Linked DNA regions of Zea mays: all the other regions are linked to region 1. A link is a contact called in public Hi-C data. All regions are on one chromosome and are shown on one strand. The core of a region is the stretch at or near the end of the contact, and the rest is flanking DNA. Distances in the headings are between cores, read along the strand shown. Region 1 holds the start of LOC100279824 (GDSL esterase/lipase LTL1). Region 2 holds the start of LOC100276220. Region 3 holds the start of LOC100192754 (7-hydroxymethyl chlorophyll a reductase chloroplastic).

Evidence for each region. Hi-C and Micro-C count contacts between places; a contact is called where the count stands out from the background.
Region 2: a contact with region 1 is called in a Hi-C map of tassel, with 5 times the contacts expected there. The contact joins the promoter of LOC100276220 here to the promoter of LOC100279824 in region 1. A contact is called at or near these places in 7 of 25 Hi-C or Micro-C datasets (ear, endosperm, leaf and 2 more).
Region 3: a contact with region 1 is called in a Hi-C map of tassel, with 5 times the contacts expected there. The contact joins the promoter of LOC100192754 here to the promoter of LOC100279824 in region 1. A contact is called at or near these places in 4 of 25 Hi-C or Micro-C datasets (ear, endosperm, leaf and 1 more).

The regions. Positions count from the first base shown.
Region 1 is chr1:206,119,456-206,122,705 of Zm-B73-REFERENCE-NAM-5.0, reverse strand. It overlaps LOC100279824 (GDSL esterase/lipase LTL1), which reads left to right and starts at 1,732. Exons shown (of 1, transcript NM_001152779.2): 1 at 1,732-3,250. The coding sequence starts at 1,846. The coding sequence ends at 3,000. LOC100282211 (Grx_S12 - glutaredoxin subgroup I) reads left to right here. Exons shown (of 5, transcript NM_001368943.1): 4 at 234-260; 5 at 956-1,176. The coding sequence ends at 1,032. It also overlaps a transcript of LOC100275585 not described here.
Region 2 is chr1:205,873,341-205,876,590 of Zm-B73-REFERENCE-NAM-5.0, reverse strand. LOC100276220 reads left to right here and starts at 1,619. Exons shown (of 11, transcript NM_001150061.1): 1 at 1,619-1,896; 2 at 2,000-2,089; 3 at 2,350-2,445; 4 at 2,540-2,615; 5 at 2,718-2,798; 6 at 2,941-3,026; 7 at 3,098-3,190. The coding sequence starts at 1,831.
Region 3 is chr1:206,310,601-206,313,850 of Zm-B73-REFERENCE-NAM-5.0, reverse strand. LOC100192754 (7-hydroxymethyl chlorophyll a reductase chloroplastic) reads right to left here and starts at 1,451. Exons shown (of 17, transcript NM_001137952.1): 1 at 1,194-1,451; 2 at 1,002-1,086; 3 at 414-522; 4 at 76-160. The coding sequence starts at 1,405. It also overlaps the pseudogene LOC103645220.

The DNA of each region.
Region 1 (3,250 bases), core at 483-2,982:
TGTCTAGCCTAGCTTTTTTCTTCTGTTCATGACTCAGTTGCGAAATCACTCACTGATTTTTCATATCTAGTAAGGATTTTGGCAATTGGTGTCCCTTAGTGCCAATGCCAACTCATGTGTACCATTTGCAGTTTGTTAATGCACGGAAATTATTTCGCGCATGCATCTTATTTTGATCTACACTGTATGACTCACTCTTTAAATAATTGTCTATTTGTCTTGTTCTATTCCAGGTGGAAAACACGTTGGAGGCTGCACAGGTATTATACATGTGCTCTTTGTTGAATACTGGTCAATCTTTACAGTTATATACCAATGTGGCACATGATGCCTATCCATCCACATGTAGATTAGATGAGAGTGTATTTGCACCCTAACCTCTATTGTTTATATAAAGAAATCTATACAATTATCCTCAAACACGAAACGTGTACAATTGTAGAAGTACCAGAATGGTAAAACTGAGTCAAACCACTAGCACTTTTCCCCTTCACTCTGGTGCATCTGCACCTGTGCAAGTCATCGTAGCTTTGCCCCTGTATTTGAGAGGCCAGTTGCTGCCATTGGGCTTAGCCAAAGATGCATATACCCTTCTAAAACTAGCCAAGGCCCATCCATTTTAAATATCTGCTATGCATAACACTAGAAAGATAATGAAAGCAAATGGTCATCTCTAGAAATATACTATAGACCGTCCATCTTGAGAATTTTTTGCTTTGTATACCTGCGCTATGGCTGCATCTGCATTACAAGGTGGGCTGTGAGTCAGCAAGAATTATGCATAATTCCTGTGCTTTTTGGCATATGCCAGAGCATGCTGCAAGCCTGCAACTGCAATGCAAGTGCTAAAGTCACAATACCCTGTTTTTTCTATTGTAGAAAAGGAAATGATTTTTTTTAAAAAAAATGTTGTCGTTGGTTGCTGATACTTTTATGCCCTCTTTTTATGTCGTAGATACCGTGAAGCTGTATCGCAAGGGGGAGCTAGCTAGCATGCTGTCGGACCTGGATATCAACATTGACAACTCATGACAAGCTATGTTCTGCAAGGATTGGGCGAGACTTGGGCAGCACTGTATTGAGTTTCTTTTTTTAACATGTGCGATGACAAACACTGGTGTCATTTACACATTTTCGTTTGGTACTCCGATTAAATCATTGAATTTGACCACCGTATATATGCAATTTGCTAGAAAAAGAAGGGAACGAGCTCGCAAATCTTGTGTCCTCGGCAATTTTTGTCTATTTTTTCCCAAGCGCATATATTGCAACGCAAACGATGTGCGGCCCGTCATGTGCCGTGGAGCAAGATCGGGTAGCTGAAACCCCCAGGCCCCAGTCACTTGTGGGGAGTTTGACTGCCCGTCCCGTGATTTTTGGAGTAAATATACCAGCACTGCCGAAGCCCGAAAATGAATGGCCTGAAAAATGGGGTGGTGTAGGGTTTGTTACGCAAGGACAGAGCGGTGTGTAGGCAGCCGCGGTTACAGTTACAGGCGGAGGGGGGAGGATAATAGTAGACTCGCAGTACTCTCTTTTCTTCTTCAGGTAGCGTTGCAATCACAAGACTCAGGCAGTGTGGTTGAACATCCCCCAAAGGGCCGACCGGTGCTGCTGCCAATTTCCATGCCACCGCCCACCCTAGGTGCATGGACAGATCGTTGGAACACTAGACTGCCTACTGAAATGCGGTATAAATAGGGACCCTCGCCATGGAATGCAGTGCAGCAGCTCCATCAGCCCGTATACTATTGATCATCCCACTCTCCCCGTTATCTTCTTCCTGTTATATAGGCGTCCCGCAGCAGCAGCTGAGCAGAGCAGCGGCGAAGAAGCAGCAGCAGAATGCTTTCCGTTCCAGGAGCAGCAGGTAGCCGTGGCAGGCTCGTCGCAGCCACTGCGTGCTTCCTCCTCGTCCTCCTGCTGCTGCAGGTGCGCCCAGCCACGGCCACCCCGACCCCGCCCCGCGCCTTCTTCGTCTTCGGCGACTCGCTGGTGGACAGCGGCAACAACAACTACCTGGCCACGACGGCGCGCGCCGACTCGCCGCCGTACGGCCTCGACTACCCGACGCACCGCGCGACGGGCCGCTTCTCCAACGGCAAGAACGTGCCGGACATCATCAGCGAGTACCTGGGCGCGGAGCCGGCGCTGCCGTACCTGAGCCCGCACCTGGACGGGCGGAAGCTGCTGGTGGGCGCCAACTTCGCGTCGGCGGGCGTGGGCGTGCTCAACGACACGGGGGTCCAGTTCGCCAACATCATCCGCGTCCAGAAGCAGCTGCGCTACTTCCGGCAGTACCAGGACCGCTTGAGCCGCCTCGTCGGCGAGGACGCCGCCGCGCGCCTCGTCCGCGGAGCGCTCGTGCTCGTCACCCTGGGCGGCAACGACTTCATCAACAACTACTACCTGGTGCCCTTCTCGGCGCGGTCCCGCGAGTTCGCGCTGCCGGACTACGTGCGCTACGTCGTGTCCGAGTACGCCAAGGTGCTGCGGCAGCTCTACTCGCTGGGCGCGCGCCGGGTGCTGGTCACGGGGTCGGGCCCGCTGGGGTGCGCCCCAGCCGAGCTGGCGCTGCGGGGCAGCCGCGACGGGGAGTGCGACGCCGAGCTGCAGCGCGCCGCCGCGCTCTACAACCCGCAGCTGGTGGACATGATCAAGGGCGTCAACGCGGAGCTCGGCGCCGACGTCTTCGTCGCCGTCAACGCCTACCGGATGCACATGGACTTCATCTCCGACCCGGCGGCCTACGGCTTCGTCACCTCCAAGGTCGCGTGCTGCGGCCAGGGACCATACAACGGCGTGGGGCTCTGCACCGCCGCGTCCAGCGTCTGCCCGGACCGCAGCGTCTACGCCTTCTGGGACAACTTCCACCCCACGGAGAAGGCCAACCGCATCATCGTCAGCCAGTTCATGGACGGCCCACAGGAGTACATGCACCCGCTCAACCTCAGCACCATCCTCGCCGTCGACGCCCGCGCCGCCGCCACCTTCAACTAGCTAAAACACGATACAGCATATGAAAACAGACCACATTCATATTCTATCATATATTATGCACCCATCCGAACCCCAGGCTGGCAGTTCATCAGTATTTGTACTCCGATATGACACATCATACATCTAGTAGCATGCATTTCGCCCTAGTGGCTAGTACTAGTACGCTTCCTGCTGAGAATCTGAAATAAAAACGAGTTGTACTTCATCATTCATCCAGTATACTGTAGTTGCTGCCAGCAACACCCAGAAA
Region 2 (3,250 bases), core at 370-2,869, 250 kb after region 1:
ACTGTAGAGTGTCCGGTGCGTCTGCTCGCGCGTGCCTGACTTCTGCGCGCTCTGGCGCTGTCACACTGTACACCGGACATGTCCGGTGAATTATAGCGGACTAGCCGTTGCGAATTCCCGAAGCTGGCGAGTTCAGAGTCGCGTCCCCTTGGAGCACCGGACACTGTCTGGTGTACACCGGACAGTCCGGTGAATTATAGCGCGGTGGCTCTGAGCTTTTCCGAAGGTGAGGAGTTCAGCGCGTGGAGAACCCTGGTGCACCGAACATGTCCGGTGGTGCACCGGACAGTCCGGTGCGCCAGACCAGGGTGCCTTCGGTTGTCCCTTGCTCCTTTTGTTGAACCCTTTACTTGGTCTTTTTATTGGCTTATTGTGAACCTTTGGTACCTGTATAACTTATAGACTTGGGCAAACTAGTTAGTCCAATTATTTGTGTTGGGCAATTCAACCACCAAAATCAATTTAGGAATATAGGTGTAAGCCTAATTCCCTTTCAGTAATGGCAAAGCTAGGTAATTTTACTCTAACTTTATGAGAAGGTCTATAATTCTAAAATATGAAGTACCTCTCTTGCTACTTCAAGAAAATATGAAGTTGCCCCCCGATTTCAAGTTTTTTGGTGAATCTGAGTTCGCTTCAAGAAAAGCGTGAAGTTGCCCCTGGCTTCAAGTTTTTTGGTGAATCTGAGTTCATAAAGTGGAGGATATTTGGCTAACTATTTTTAAAGCTAAACTGAAGTTAGGACATGAAGCAGTACTAAACATGCTCTTAGTGTGAGATTCAAAAGTCTGAAACATGTGTCTTACCCATGGCTTCTAGGTTTGCTTCTCCACCTCATCTCTTAGCTATTCATCTTATAGACTATCTGTTACTCTAAAACAAACAGGGAACTTATTCCAACCTCAAAGTATATGCAAAGCATGGTATAGAATTGGAAGTTAGGTAGATCCTCCATATAGAAAAGAATATAATTCTTTTTTAAGGTACCAAATACATCAAATTTGATTAAATTTATACAAAAATAGATTTTTTTATAGAAACTAAGTATTATTAAATTAATTATAAAGACTATTTTTATAATAAAACAATTTAGTGACATAAGGATACTATTTACCATAAATTTAATAAAACCCAAACTATTTTGATAGATATCTCTATCTCTACTATTATAAAACATCTTTCCATCGTCACCGTGCATCACACGCGAAACGCGTAGATCTGTTTTTTTTCTCTCGCATTCTAGAGTCCTGCATTGCCCGCCGCAAGAAACTTCCAATACATGTTTCTATTGACCTAAAATAGAACATATATCTTCGGTCAGTCTGGGATGTGGGATGCATTAGTGAATTTGGACTAACACCAGTCACTCTTTTGTGCTCGTAGGTCCGTTTGCCTGCCTATTTTTTATCAGATTGTAAATAAAAACACCCACACAATAAATAACCTTTGTCAATTTTTTTCATAAATTTATTCCTTTATGTTTAAGAACTAATTATTTAATAGAATTATAGAAATATATTATCAAATAATTTATGCCTCGTCGCAAGCGCACGAGCAATTTTTGATAACATGTGAATATATGTGTTGCCGGAGGAGTACAACAACGCCGGCCTCTTTCAACATACTTGGCTGGGCCTTCCCCAGCGGCGAGGGCGTGGCCCGTTGTACAAGTATAACAACAATTGGCCCAGCGTAGCATGCCCGTGGTGGTGGCGTCATCGTGTCTCCTCGATCCCCTCTCGTTCCTCCCTCGTCGCCTCATCAATTCAAGATCCAATCTTTGCTGCTGCCACTCGGCGATCCGATCGTTCTCGAGCAAGGTCGGTGGCCATGGCACGCTGCCGCCATCACCTCCTCCTCCTTTCCGTCTTACTTGCCTTGGCTGCTGCTGCTGCGGTAAGATCTTACTTTCTTCTTCATTTTTTCCTCTTTCCCTTCCGATGTGTCTTCACCTGCCCCTGACGGTGATGCTCATCTCTTGTGTCGTGTCCCATCTTAGCGGCAGGCGCAGAGTCATGGAAAAGCCTCCGCCGTCTTCATCGATGCCTCGTCGCACCGCTACCTTCGGGACCAGCAAGCCGACCACCAGGTACCGTACCAAAATTCCCCATTCAAGCTCTCTTTAGGAGGAAAAGAGGAACCAACGAATCTGCTTAGATCTGTTTTGCCATTGAGCGTCATGCTTGAATTATTCCCTTGAAACGACCATTGGATATGTAGCTAGTTTAGTTACTGCTTATAAGCACTAGTTACCATTGGGTATTTTAGTCTGACATACACCACTACAGACCTCCCCTTCTGTGATCGCATACTTTGCTGGCTAATATACATATAATCGTGTTACTGCAGGACGCTTCAATGTCGTTAAATGAAGTTTCTGCGGTTGTTTCTGTCTTGCTTGGTTTCGCACCGTCAACATCCCTACCAGCTATTTCTTCTTCGAAGGTTATTTAAACTTCATCCTGCTGGAACCAGCTAACCTCTACATGCCCCCCCCCCCTCTGCCAGAATGTCTCAGCCTTTGTTTTTCGATTTTCAGTTGAACAAAGTTCTTCTTCCTAATCCATTTGATAGACCGCGTGCTGTTTTCCTCGTGCAAATTGATGGGTTCAATGGTATGCCAGTTGTTATGGAATGCTTTGTATCATTATTTGCGAATTTCTGTGCATTGTGAACTAGCAACTAAATTTCCCCTCCTGCTTGTGTGTTGGTCTCAGTTCCTAGCTTCGTATCTGAAGGCAGCAACATTTTCAAGACCAGGATTGAAGGTGCAAACATCGCTGATACAGGGCTTACAGGTTTAACTGTCTATCTTGCAGCTTCTTATAGTGGATCTGTACATCTCTCTCTCGCTCTACTTCTGAACCTGGATGCCCCACTTCTTGGGTTCTTATCTTGTTGTTATTGATATATTCTTTTTATCCATTATTTACTTTACAGATAAGGATGACTTAATTGTCATTCATTCAGATGAATCTCTAGATCTCTCTCGATCAGATTATCTTGATAATGAACTTTCCAGCTTGGTAAGCAAGACAAATGCAGTTTGATGTATAACATTTCTATTTACAAATTGTAAGCCGATATTTTTTTTCAGGCAAACTGGTTGGAGGGATCTTATCAGAAGTCTACCGGCAAACTAGTCATTCCCTTGGAGAATGGAAACAGTCTTACTTTGCAACTTGATAAGGTTAGCACTCCATCTATTGCACACAAAAATGCTTCCTACCTACCTCGCTGAACCCACATA
Region 3 (3,250 bases), core at 202-2,701, 190 kb before region 1:
ATTTGAATCCATGTGGTAATGCTTGTGCATAGCACTGAGAAAGAATGATGTGGCATTTGATTCTTGTTTGGGTGCCTTTGTACACAAACCACAGCATCAACCATGTTTGCTTTCAGCATCTCGACAGCGATTGTTGTCACTATTCCCGTCCACTGGGCTCCTGTTGCATGTGAGGCACATATATGTTACAGGGTACAAAACATAAGTCGTCAGGGTACAGTTTTGTCTAACAAAGGTTTGTTGAGTATATCAAGATAGTGTAGGAAATAAGATGCAACATTCGAGGTGTATGTGGTTTCGGTTTGTTATGGAAGGGCAGTGAACAAGACTGGTATATTGCATATGTGTGCTTCCTTAGATGGATGCAGGCGGTTGTTGAAGGATAAGAACAACTTGTAAAAGGTAATTAGTACCTTCAACAGGTTCGGTCTTCCTGGCATACAAGAGTTGGTCATAGACTCCAAAGTACATTTCATCCATGCCTTCCTTCCGGCCTCTCCCGTGGACTTGTCGCTCAAGATCCTAAATATAGTGAGGAGAGTGTTGGCATCTGTAAATTTGTGTCAACTTTTTTTAGGAAACAGGAGAGTTCCCCGCTTTATTTCACTGAAACAAAGTGTAGAATTCATGTCGAGCATTACTACTCCCTCGGTCTAAATTATAGTTCACTTTAGCTTTATTCTAAATCAAAACTTCTTTTAACTTTGACTTGACCTAAGTATTTTATAAAAAAATATACTCCCTCTGTATATGTTCAAATAAACTATCAAGACATTTTTCACGAAGAAATTGATGAAATCATTTTGATATTGTAGATGGTCTCTATGAACTTGGTCAGAGTTAGAAAAGTTGAACTATAACTTTCGACGGAGGGAGTAACTGCGTGCAGCACTGCAGCCCATGGCTTGATCAAACATCAGACGATCATTTTTGTTTTCATTCAGCAAACTGTTTGAGCCGTTCTAGGCAGGTGATGTGATGCGAAGATGAAGGGAGGTGACCTCGACACGGGACATGCCGTCTCCCAGGAAGGCACAGGCAGTCTTGACATGCGCAACGTAGTATGTGTCGCAGAGCCCACAACGGCTTGAATCGCCATACGAGTAGAAATAGGAACAGAGGTAAGCATCGCATATTCGCATCACATAAACACACAAACAAACAAAGAAATGCGCAGCACAGCAGGCATATACCTGCAGTGGTCCTTGGCAGGGTAGACGGCGCCAGGAGGGATGGGCTTGGATTTCTGCCTCCAGTCCTCCCTGACCGCCTTGGCCCTGATCTTGCGCGTTCTCTCGGACCTGGAGGACGAGGAGGAGGCGAGGGAGGGTCGGCGGAGTCCAGGAGACGAGGACGAGGGCGACGAGGCGTGCAAGCAAAGGGAGAGGGAGGTGCTGGAGGCCATGGTGGCGGAGATCGTCTCACCTCAGTACCTCACCGGTGATAAGACGGAGGATCGAGTGGAGATGGAGGAGTCATGCCTTGAGCCTTTAAGAGAAACTACTGTTACTGGGCCACCTCATGAATTTCGGCTCATGTCCACCCTTTGAGGAAAATTCGGAGCCTGCAAAATGTCCACCCATCGATGCATAGTGCATCTTTTTGGTTTTCATATTTAAAAATATTCAAAATTCAACACTATACCCCGGATAAAAAGTTAACAGAAATTATGCCGCCCATATATGTATTTTTTTACTTCGTAGTCCCTCCTTTTGGTGGGACGACGATCCGTACTCTTAGATTGTCTTCAACACCTTACTCATCATATCTCATATCTCAACCGCTATTTTAAACTTAACTCTTATAAACAGTAGTATACAATATAAAATAATTTTTTACGCGATCATATATATGACTAGGTTCATGCCCATGCGTTGCTACGAAAGTAAAAAAAATAGTATAAAACATAGATACGAAACGATAAACAACATTATGATATGCAAAATCTATGTGGCAAAATATCACTGTAAAACTATTATATTGGCGAGATAAATATGTAATCTTATTATAGCTAATTGCACGTGCGTTGTTACGGTTTCTATATATCAAACAATTAGACTTTATTTTAACAAATCACGAAAACATGTGGGTTCTGTTGGTTAGATGAAGGTGGATGTACAACAAACAAATATTCAAACCACTACCTATTGATAGACTTTGTTTTACAAAACACAAAATATATATCTTCTGTTGGTTAGATGGGTGTGGATGTAAATCCAATAAAGGCCCAAACTACTATTTATGTGTAATTGTACCTAATTTTTGCATAAAGTAGTAATTTTATCTAATTTTTTCATAAAGTGGTAAAGATGACCACTATTTATGTGTAATTGTACCTAATTTTTGCATAAAGTAGTAATTTTATCTAATTTGTTCATAAAGTGGTAAAGATGATCTACGTTGAAACCAGAAAAACTAAGCATTCTTTTTTGCCTTAGCAGAATCTATCAGCACACATCACGCGATTCCAGTCCACCACGTATATATGGAGCAATAGCTTGCCAGTGAACTCATCTCTCGCATGTTATTTCACTCTTCAGTTTAAAATCTGATAGATTGTTTGAGCTAACTCGAGCTCTGCTTCAGATGTTTTGTAGTTAAAATCTGACACGAGACATATATCATATGCAATGGGCACAGATTCTGAATCCTTCCATGTGTTACACATTCTCACAGCGAAGCACAAAACACATGATGTACAATGCACACAGATCTCCCAGGTAGCTAATGACTGCAGAATTTATTCCTGCAACTGAAAGCAACCATTTGTCCATCTCGGTGTGCAGCAAACACATTTGTTCATAGGCGTCCCGTTGCGCGACCACTTGATCCTCATAGTGAAGTAGACCTTGGCAGCGGCGGCCTTAACAATGGTGACCCTAGCCGAGATGAGCACCTTGGTCTTGATCCTGTCCACCTTCACGTGAGGCGGCCCTCGCCTAGCATACCTGACACCGTGGCGTCAAACCACAACTCAGAGACAACGGGAACTCGTAGTTGGTATTCTCGCATGGGAACATACCCACAGGGAGGTTGTGCTAAGCAGGTCCACCAGTGGCTTCTGCATCTTGCCCTTCAACTTTTTCACCAGCCATTCCACTCCATCCCCGACGCTGGTCGAGAGTGACTGCATGTAGTTAGAGCTAGGAAACATCAGCGACGCAATCAGCAAAGAAGAGACAAGACAAGGGCACAAGCGTTTTTCCCTTTGTTCCCCCCATCTGAATTAGGGGGAACAAAGGGTAAAAAC